Regions from separate parts of the Mus musculus genome. Here region 1 is linked to region 2. A link is a contact called in public promoter capture Hi-C data. All regions are on one chromosome and are shown on one strand. The core of a region is the stretch at or near the end of the contact, and the rest is flanking DNA. Distances in the headings are between cores, read along the strand shown. Region 1 overlaps Mast4 (microtubule associated serine/threonine kinase family member 4). Region 2 holds the start of 1700099I09Rik (RIKEN cDNA 1700099I09 gene).

Evidence for each region. Promoter capture Hi-C pulls out the DNA fragments that hold promoters and counts their contacts.
Region 1: a promoter capture Hi-C map of hippocampal neurons shows a contact between it and region 2, with 2.2 times the contacts expected there. The contact joins the enhancer-like site here to the promoter of 1700099I09Rik in region 2. A contact is called at or near these places in 9 of 39 promoter capture datasets (the 3T3-L1 cell line, the HPC-7 cell line, HPC-7-derived erythroid cells and 5 more), 1 of 484 Hi-C or Micro-C datasets (cortical neurons), 2 of 115 datasets of contacts at active chromatin or transcription factors (embryonic stem cells and pancreatic cancer cells) and 3 of 9 other capture datasets (adipose tissue, embryonic stem cells and liver).

The regions. Positions count from the first base shown.
Region 1 is chr13:102,943,531-102,947,580 of GRCm38.p6, reverse strand. All of the region lies in intron 4 of Mast4 (microtubule associated serine/threonine kinase family member 4), which reads left to right. The region is part of intron 3 of Gm30106 (a long non-coding RNA gene); the gene reads right to left. Among named protein-coding and RNA genes, the nearest start is that of Gm30106, 38 kb to the right of the region's middle. Within about 2 kb of position 1,385, at least 43 of the 459 cell types and tissues checked have an H3K27ac peak or open chromatin away from gene starts, as enhancers often do. A contact at or near this core is called in cortical neurons and hippocampal neurons, where this site is marked.
Region 2 is chr13:102,758,090-102,762,282 of GRCm38.p6, reverse strand. It overlaps 1700099I09Rik (RIKEN cDNA 1700099I09 gene), which reads right to left and starts at 2,028. Exons shown (of 2, transcript NR_130318.1): 1 at 1,987-2,028; 2 at 387-1,021. It overlaps Mast4 (microtubule associated serine/threonine kinase family member 4), which reads left to right. Exons shown (of 29, transcript NM_175171.3): 20 at 866-988; 21 at 1,211-1,323; 22 at 3,133-3,260; 23 at 3,546-3,781.

The DNA.
Region 1 (4,050 bases), core at 136-2,635, 190 kb before region 2:
GTTCTTGTTGCTGAATGGGTTTTGAAAAAGTGGAGGTGGGCCAGTGGGTAAAAGTATTTGTCATCCAAGTGTGGGAATCTGAGTTTGGATGCTCAAAACCCACAGACCAGTTCTTATTGGCCATGTTGTTCACATGTCTATAATCCCAACATCTTTATAAGGGTATGGGAAAACCAGCCAGATCATATGGTGAGAGAAGCAGAGAAGCAACATAGAGACCCTGTCTCAAACAAAGTGGAAGGCAAGGACTGACACCTGAGGTTGTCCCTGTCCTCTCCGAATGCACCATAGCACAAGTACACCCATATTTGAGCATGTGCACGCACACATGTGCACACATAATTGCACACATAGAGATTTAAAAAGAGAGCGAGAGCTGGGTTTGGATGGATCCGGAGCTATGTGTAAGGAACTTCAGTGAGTCTGTGTTTGCCCTGGCAGTGTTTTGTCTCTGAGTAGGTTGCTGCTGCCCTTGGTCTGTGGGCTCCTTTTCTCCAGCCCATTGCATTACTTCATTTCATTCATTCACGTTAGCTGACTGGACCTGGAGGCATCTGAGATTTTTGACTGGAAAGACTAGGAAAGTTCCTGAGTCTTGGCCAGTGTCCTAAGCCTCAAGTGCTGTGACCTTGAGGCCATTGTGAACTACCTGGACCCTGAATGTATAGCCTCCATCTACAAATTGCCAACTTCAGTGGGAACTTAGGAACAGAAGCTTCTCAGCATTGAGTGTGCCTTGTGCCAGCAAGAACACGACGCATATTGTTTCTGGGAGTGGTGAGCAACAAAGGCAGACAGTGCCCTAGCAGGGAGGGCATAAGAACAGTGTCAGCCAACGCAGTCCAGCAGTCCGTCGGAGAGCTGGAATATTTGTCTTGCTGCTGGAAATGTTGCTGGGCATCCACGGCTTCTCTTCACCTCACTTGTTGCCATGGTGAGAGGCAGACACAGTGTTTACCAAGCGTGCGGCAATGTGTTCTAATTCCGTGTCTCCTTCTCACCGGGAACATCACTGTGTCCCCTTCTCACTAGAATGTCACCCGACTGCAGAACCATTGTGTCCTTTTAGTTCCATTTGCTGTTTGGATAAATGCAGCCACTCCTCTTTGTATCCCTCCCCCTCCCCTTTTGCTTTGGAGAGAACACTGCAAAAAGAGAAAAAAAAATCTGAACAAGCTCACAGCAGATGGTAGTTTCTCTGTACTCTATGATACAAGTTCCTGTGCTTTTGTGAATGCGACGGTTTAATGAATTGCTTTATATGTTCCCGAGATTTATTTCTGAATTATTCTGTAGTACTAAATCAATGTAGGGTGGTCACTCTGTGGAGGATGGATGGCTGTGCCACACAGTGATGATCCTAGTGGTAACACACTGTGCTGACCTTGTGAGCATGGCTGAGGCAGAGATGGGAAGGTTGGCAGCCTCAGATGTTACGGAAGAGGTGGCAGGGGCAGTGTGGACAAGCCTGTTAGCACTTCTGCTGACCCACCCTTCCCATGTTTCTGCAAGTGTGGCTACTGGGAAGACTGCTGTTGTAAGACTGCAAAGGAGGACCAGGCTGTTTTCTCTGGTTCCCTGGGAGGGATGATGCAGGGTAGAAGATTTCACATGTCATGTCAATGGGTAAGGATACATGAGACAACCCTGGTTTCCTTTTGTTTGACTGGAAGATCATAGTGCTCTTGAGACAAGTTCTTGCTATAGAGTCCAGGCTGTCCTTGACCTTGAAGTCTTACGTTTCAGGGTCCTAAGTGATGGAATTACAGATGTGTGCCTCCACACCTAGCTTAACTATATATGTATATATGTACATATTTATATATTATGTATTAATGGACATCATAACCTCATAAGCTTATCTGCTATGCAGTCACTCAATCCAATTAGGGGGCAAAGTCTTAGGAGGCCAGATAGCAAGCAAGGCTTTTGAGGAGAGTGGAGGCTGGGGAATATGTCAGTCCTTGCAGAGCCTGTGTATACATGCACCACTGTAGGGATGGTCCTGACCCTGGGAACAAACGATCTGGTCAATTTGTCCCCGCGATTACATTTTCCCTTCACTTGTTCACATTTGCATACTCACTTTTCCGTTCACTCTACTGACGACGGGGTTTCAACTCCCAGATCAGTAATCTAGGTGTTTGTATGCAAAGTGGCTTAATTTCTGGCAATCGTAGAGAGAGCTCACCCTGTGCCTGGTGCTACTCCTGATGTTTCACACATATAGACATGTTGTCTGTGGGGATGGGAACTGAATTTGTTGACTGTTGAGGCACTGGAGGCCTAGGGAGAATTTGTTTGTGGGGGCAGCATTTTCCTCTTTGCCCTGGTCCAAATCGCGTTGGACTTTGCAGTGGTCTGATTATCGCGGTCCTCATGCACTTTGACACCCTCCTAATTAGAACTCCAGATTATTCCTATTTCCCAGTGTATTGACTATGTTCTACTGTGGCCCTCGCTTCAGCCCTGGGCTGGAGAGCCTCATTGCTCTTCTATAGCACGCGTCTGTTCTGTCACCCTTTCTCCCGGCATCCACTTACAGTCACCGTAATTACGTTTCTAGAATATAATATTCCATTTAGAGAGGGGAATTTTGTCATTAGGGGGAAAAACTTCTGCTTGGTCCTGCATGCATTATTCCATCTTCTGCCCACTTTGCCCTTTTAAGATTATTTTAGAGAGTCTAGATGTTGTAACGTGGCTCAAATTAGGTTCAGTTAGCAGCCAGGCTGTGGGTCCTAGGGGCTCCAGGATCTATGCTGTTTCAAGCTGAGCAGGATCAGCCAGCTTCCTTAGCTGGAATGGCCTGCTGCCTGGGGTGATGATGTTCTCAGCACTGCTGTGACCTTTGGAGGATCCTGTGAGCCCTATTAGGAGAGCGTTCTCCTCCTCGTGACTGAAGAAGTAGTGCCATTCCATTTGCCAGGGGCCAGGACCTTTCCTTGTACCGTGCACTCTTCACCCTCCCTTTGGCCCTAGCAGCTCTGAGTGCCCATTGTTGAGCTCTTTTGTGGCCCAAATATTCTGACTACTCCACTGAACTCACTCTTTGAATGTTGGCTTCATGTTGAAATTACTGTATGGTGCCTTCACCAGTACCTCTTACTAATTATTCTTGTGATAAATGAAAATAAAAGAGAGAGAAAAAGAAAAAAATCTACTTTGTCAAATGTGTGTATATGTCTATCCAGGTGAGATAGTGTGTGTGTGTGTGTACACATCTATGTGCCTGTGTGTGTTGGACTCAAAGCTATGTCCCATGTGTTCGATTTTGTGACTAGGAAAAACAGCATTCAACATCATTATAAAAAAAACCTGTTTCCTACATTTAAAAATCTGTGGATACAGCCATTAACACCCACCATGTTGGTGAGAGAATGAAGTTGTGATATTCTTTGAAAGCACAGAACGCTGATACAGTCAAGCACAGAGGTGTCTCAGCTCGAGAAGTCATACAAATGCAAAACCGAAGGGGGAAGAAAAACTCCTCACATTTCCCCAGCAGTAGCGTGGATAATAATACCTCTTGGGGGTGTTGTGAGAATTCATTAGGGAACACGTGTGAACTATTCCAAGATGAGTGCTCTGTCTTATTATTCTCAGCTTTGCATTGTTCTTGGAAACCGAGCGTTCAGAATGAGCTACAAAGTCCAATCTGCTGCTGAAGACGCTACATATTCTAGTTTCATGTAGCGGAGAATGAAAGTTTTGATGGGCTTGCTCTAGTTGTGCTGGTAACCCCAGGAAGAAAGGGAGATGAGCTTTATTTCTTGGAGACTTCTGCTTTTCTGTTTTCTTTGTCCATGAGATTTCCTCAACTGAGTCATCACTGGTTGCCGGCAGTAAGACATTACAGACATACATCAAAATGAGAGGAGCAGTTCTTTCTCATTGTGGTCTTAGAATGGATTCTCCACTGCTATTTCCTATTTGCCACCACCCCCCCCCCCCTTAGACCAGGTTCTGAGTCACTACTTTTATCAGTTTGGTTTGGTTTGTTTTTTGAGAACAAGCTCTTACTATACAGCTTTGGTTGGCCTAGAACTC
Region 2 (4,193 bases), core at 779-3,278:
CTTGACCAGCAGGCAGATTAGACCTCTGCGATGGTCTTCTGAGAAATCTTTCTTCCTGATGCTTTTTCAGTCCCTGGTCTTTTGGAGTGCTGGGATAGGGCGGGGCCTGCTCTTACCAAGTCACTTCCCTCTCTCTCCATGGGATGTTGTGAATACATTTTCAGTGAGCCTTGCCCTTTAACTGTTTAAAGTCATTAAATAAATTTAAAAACCTCTCACCAAACTGCACTACCACAATTATCTGGCAAACAGAAGCCTCAGCTTTAGCCCCTGTGGCTGATTTATGTTAGACGAATTATAAATCTGTCTAACCAATTTGCCGTTTCCTTACTTAAGGATCTAAAGCACTGACTCTAATTCTTCCCTGTGTTAATGAGCAATCTGATAAAACTGAATGGAAAACTTTATATAATATTTAGGAAAAATCCATCATTATTAACCTTCCCTCCAGAAGAAATCTTGCTGTAAGCACATTTTGCACCTTGTTAGGATCTTCAGGGTTTGTAATGAGCAAGTCTGTTTTTGGGCCAACGTGCGTCCATGTCCCCAGGTTCAGTATAATGTGATTTTAAGTGGCCCTGTCATTAACCTTTGAAAAATGGAAGAAGTCGTAGAAAAATTAACTGAGAAAAATCTGTGCTATAGCAACCGCTGTTAGCAAAATCTGATTTCCTGCTGATAAAGTCTAGAAATTTTTTTTTTCAAGTTTTGGTTGTAGAAGGTGGGGGCGGGGGGGGGGGAGGTAGTGTGGACTCCACCACTTCTTCATTTCTCTGCTAACAAATATCGTGAACTGTTTGTAAGCGTGGTGCTTCCTGTACAGAGGGTGGTTCAGCCTCTCAGCCTCGCTCCTCTCCCCGTCCAGGTGGAGCCTATGAAGTGAAGCAGCATCGTTTCTTCCGCTCCTTAGACTGGAACAGTTTGCTGAGACAGAAGGCGGAATTTATTCCCCAACTGGAATCGGAGGATGACACAAGTTATTTTGATAGTACGTGCATTATCTGACATCCTTTGGCCTTTCCTAGATTTAAAAAAAGAAAAACAAAAACAAAACCATAGTTCATCTCCAACTTCACACTTTCCAACTTCGTACCTACAAATTCTAGAAAGCTCCCTGTTGTTCTGCTCCAGGTCCTCAGAGGGTAGTTGTCACTGTTAAATACAGAAGCTCTCTGAGTAACCCAGACTGTTCCCAACCCTTCCTCCGCAGCTCGGTCAGAGAAGTATCATCACATGGAGACGGAGGAGGAGGACGATACAAACGATGAGGACTTCACCGTGGAGATAAGGCAGTTTTCTTCCTGTTCACACAGGTTTTCAAAAGTAAGTGGGACGGGGCATCAGCATGCAAAACCTTGGTATCCACCTCAGTTGGACTAGACTGTAAAAGCACCTGCGCTTTGTGGGGTGTGAGTTCTCCAGCACTCAAAACTCCCAGTTAGTTGGGGAAATGGTCTCATATACTTAATAAGCAGCCGTTTTCCACCCTAAAGACATGGCTCCAACTTTGGGAGTTGATTGTTGCTTTGAGGCAAAGATGCCAACGCTTTGTTGTCTTTCATGAGAGTTGTCATGTGGTGAACTTGCCTACCTGCCCCCTAAGGTCTAGCTGAGAGCTAGTCTGTGGAGGCTTTTGTCAATGAGGAAGGGCATAGGCGTCACTGTGTGCAGAGATCCCCCTTATTGTGACACAGTATAACACAGGAATGATACTCAGTTCTTTGCATGAGCCAGGGTTCTTGGGGGACACTTGACTTTGAGATAAGCAAATATTTTGATCGGTAATAGAGATTATAACTGATATCGAAAAGGCAGTGGGAAGACAACGATAGAAGTTTAGAAATGGTAGAAGAAAATAAGATTGATTGAGAGAGATCCCTTTTTATAAACTCAGGTAAGATTTTAAAACAGACAAACAAACAACCTGATTTTTTTGGTAGGTTGGGAACCCAGGGATAATGGAAATAAACCCAGAGGGCACCCTACCTCCTTTCTGCTAGTCTCAGTTGCTACATCTTTGTGGTTGCCATGGCATTTTGCATGATTCTTCCTTAGGAATTCTATAACAATTGGTGATTTTAAAGCACTCTGTATGTTTTCCTGAATGATTACCCAAAATGCATCTGCAGATCAGCCAGTGCTGCCCCTGTCTGTTTATAGGACCAACATGGGGGCAGGGATTTCCCTGGAGACTTACAGCATGTGTGTCCTGAAGCAAGTTTAACTGACATCGGATGGGTCCTCAGAACACAACCCATCCTTTGCTCTCTCTCAGAACTCCTCCTACACAGTTTGCTTCTTTACTTTGGAAAGCGTTTTATTTTCCCCGGCCTCCTGTTCTTTAGCCTCATCTTCTTCTAACTCTAGAGAGACTGTGGCGATTCAGAAGTGGGCTAAAAAGAGGCCTCTTTGCCTAAGCTATAGTCTCCTGCAACTGCAACTGCAGCTGCAGCTGCCTGATTTGTAAGCCAAAGGTATCTGGTTAGCTCCCTCTTCCCCAGAACCCGCCCCACTCTAAGTTCTGAAACACACCATCCCTTCCTCTACCCGCACGCAACCTCAACTCCTGACTGGCGGCCATTAAACACCTTTTCTTTTCTGTATCATTTTCTCTATCTGGTTACTTTTTGAGCCCCGAGCCAGTCTGAGATGTACATTGCTCCGAAACCATGAAACCTGAGTGCATCTACGATTCTTCTTTGTAGATACAGAGTCCTTGAGGTTTGGTGAAAGGAGAGGGTCAGTCCAGCCCCCCCACTCGAAAAGAATGTGTCTTCATACCTTAACCCTTCTCTCTTGTGGCGTGCACACAACCTTGTTAGCATTTTCCACAACATGGCCCTAGTTTCCAATTTTTTTTGTTCGGTTTGGTTTTTTAGAGACAGGGTTTCTCTGTGTAGCTCTGGCTGTCCTGAAACTCACTCTGTAGACCAAGCTGGTTTAGAACTCAGAGATCTGCCGCTCTTTGCCTCCCAAGTTCTGAGATGAAAGGTGTGCACCACCATGTGTGGGTCTGCCAGTTCCTGATTTTACTTCAATATTCGGGGTTTTGGTTTTTTAATTTTTTTCCCTAAGACTTCTGACAAGCTCTTTTTAGATGTAGTTCATAAACAATGGTTATTCGCCCCGCAGGTTTTCAGCAGTATAGATCGCATAACTCAAAATTCAGGAGAAGACAAAGATGACTCTGAGGACAAGACCAAAAGCACAACGTTGCCATCCACAGAGACACTCAGCTGGAGTTCCGAATACTCTGAAATGTACGTGAGAAGCTCCCCAGGGCCCTCGTAAACAGTGTGTGCTGGGGCAGTGCATCTGAGACCCACGCCCAGAGTTTCCACTCCAGTAGATCTCAGATTGCCCCAACAGCATAGATGTCCTTCCATGCCCCCTGCTTGTGCTGACACTGGGTACCATATCATAAGAACAATTGCTCCAGACATCCATTGGTTAGGATTATCCAGCTTCCCTTTTAGCCTGGTTTCCTCAACCCTTAATGGTTTCCTGGAGGTGGAGGTGTGACTTGCTCTTGTTTTTTAATTAAGGCAACAGTTATCGACCTCCAACTCTTCAGATACTGAAAGCAACAGGTGCAAACTCAGCTCTGGCTTGCTCCCCAAGCTGGCTATTTCGACAGATGGGGAACAAGATGAGGCTGTCCCTTGCTCTGGAGACCCCAGAGAGGAGCCAGAGAAACCTGTCCCTCCCTCTGAGGAGTGTACTCAGGAGGAGCCCGAGGTCACCACCCCAGCCAGCACCATCAGCAGTTCCACACTGTCAGGTAAGTGTGGCTTTACTTGTTCTGCTCGGGCACCATACTGTCAAGTGGCTCTACAGACTCCAAGAGTCCCAGGCTTTACCCGACAGCTGTTGCTAGACTTCTTCTGTGGTCCCACTTCTTTAGGGAAAAACTCCTAAGAACTCGGGTTAGCTGTCTCAGCTACATCCTCAGTGCTGAGCCTTACAGCAGACTGGCCTGGCTTCAGTTGGACCTTGGGGTCCCTTCACACTGCCCGCTTCAGTCGCGTCCTCTGGTGTCAGGCAGAACCTGCCAAAGGAGAATGTCCTTGGCTGCTGTTGCAAAGAGACAGCTTGTAGAATTGCATCCAGCTTAGAATGAGGTACAGTGCCACATGGACCAACCATCGTATTTATCCTTGAAAAGGGCTTTAGTCATCTACATGATGAGCTGT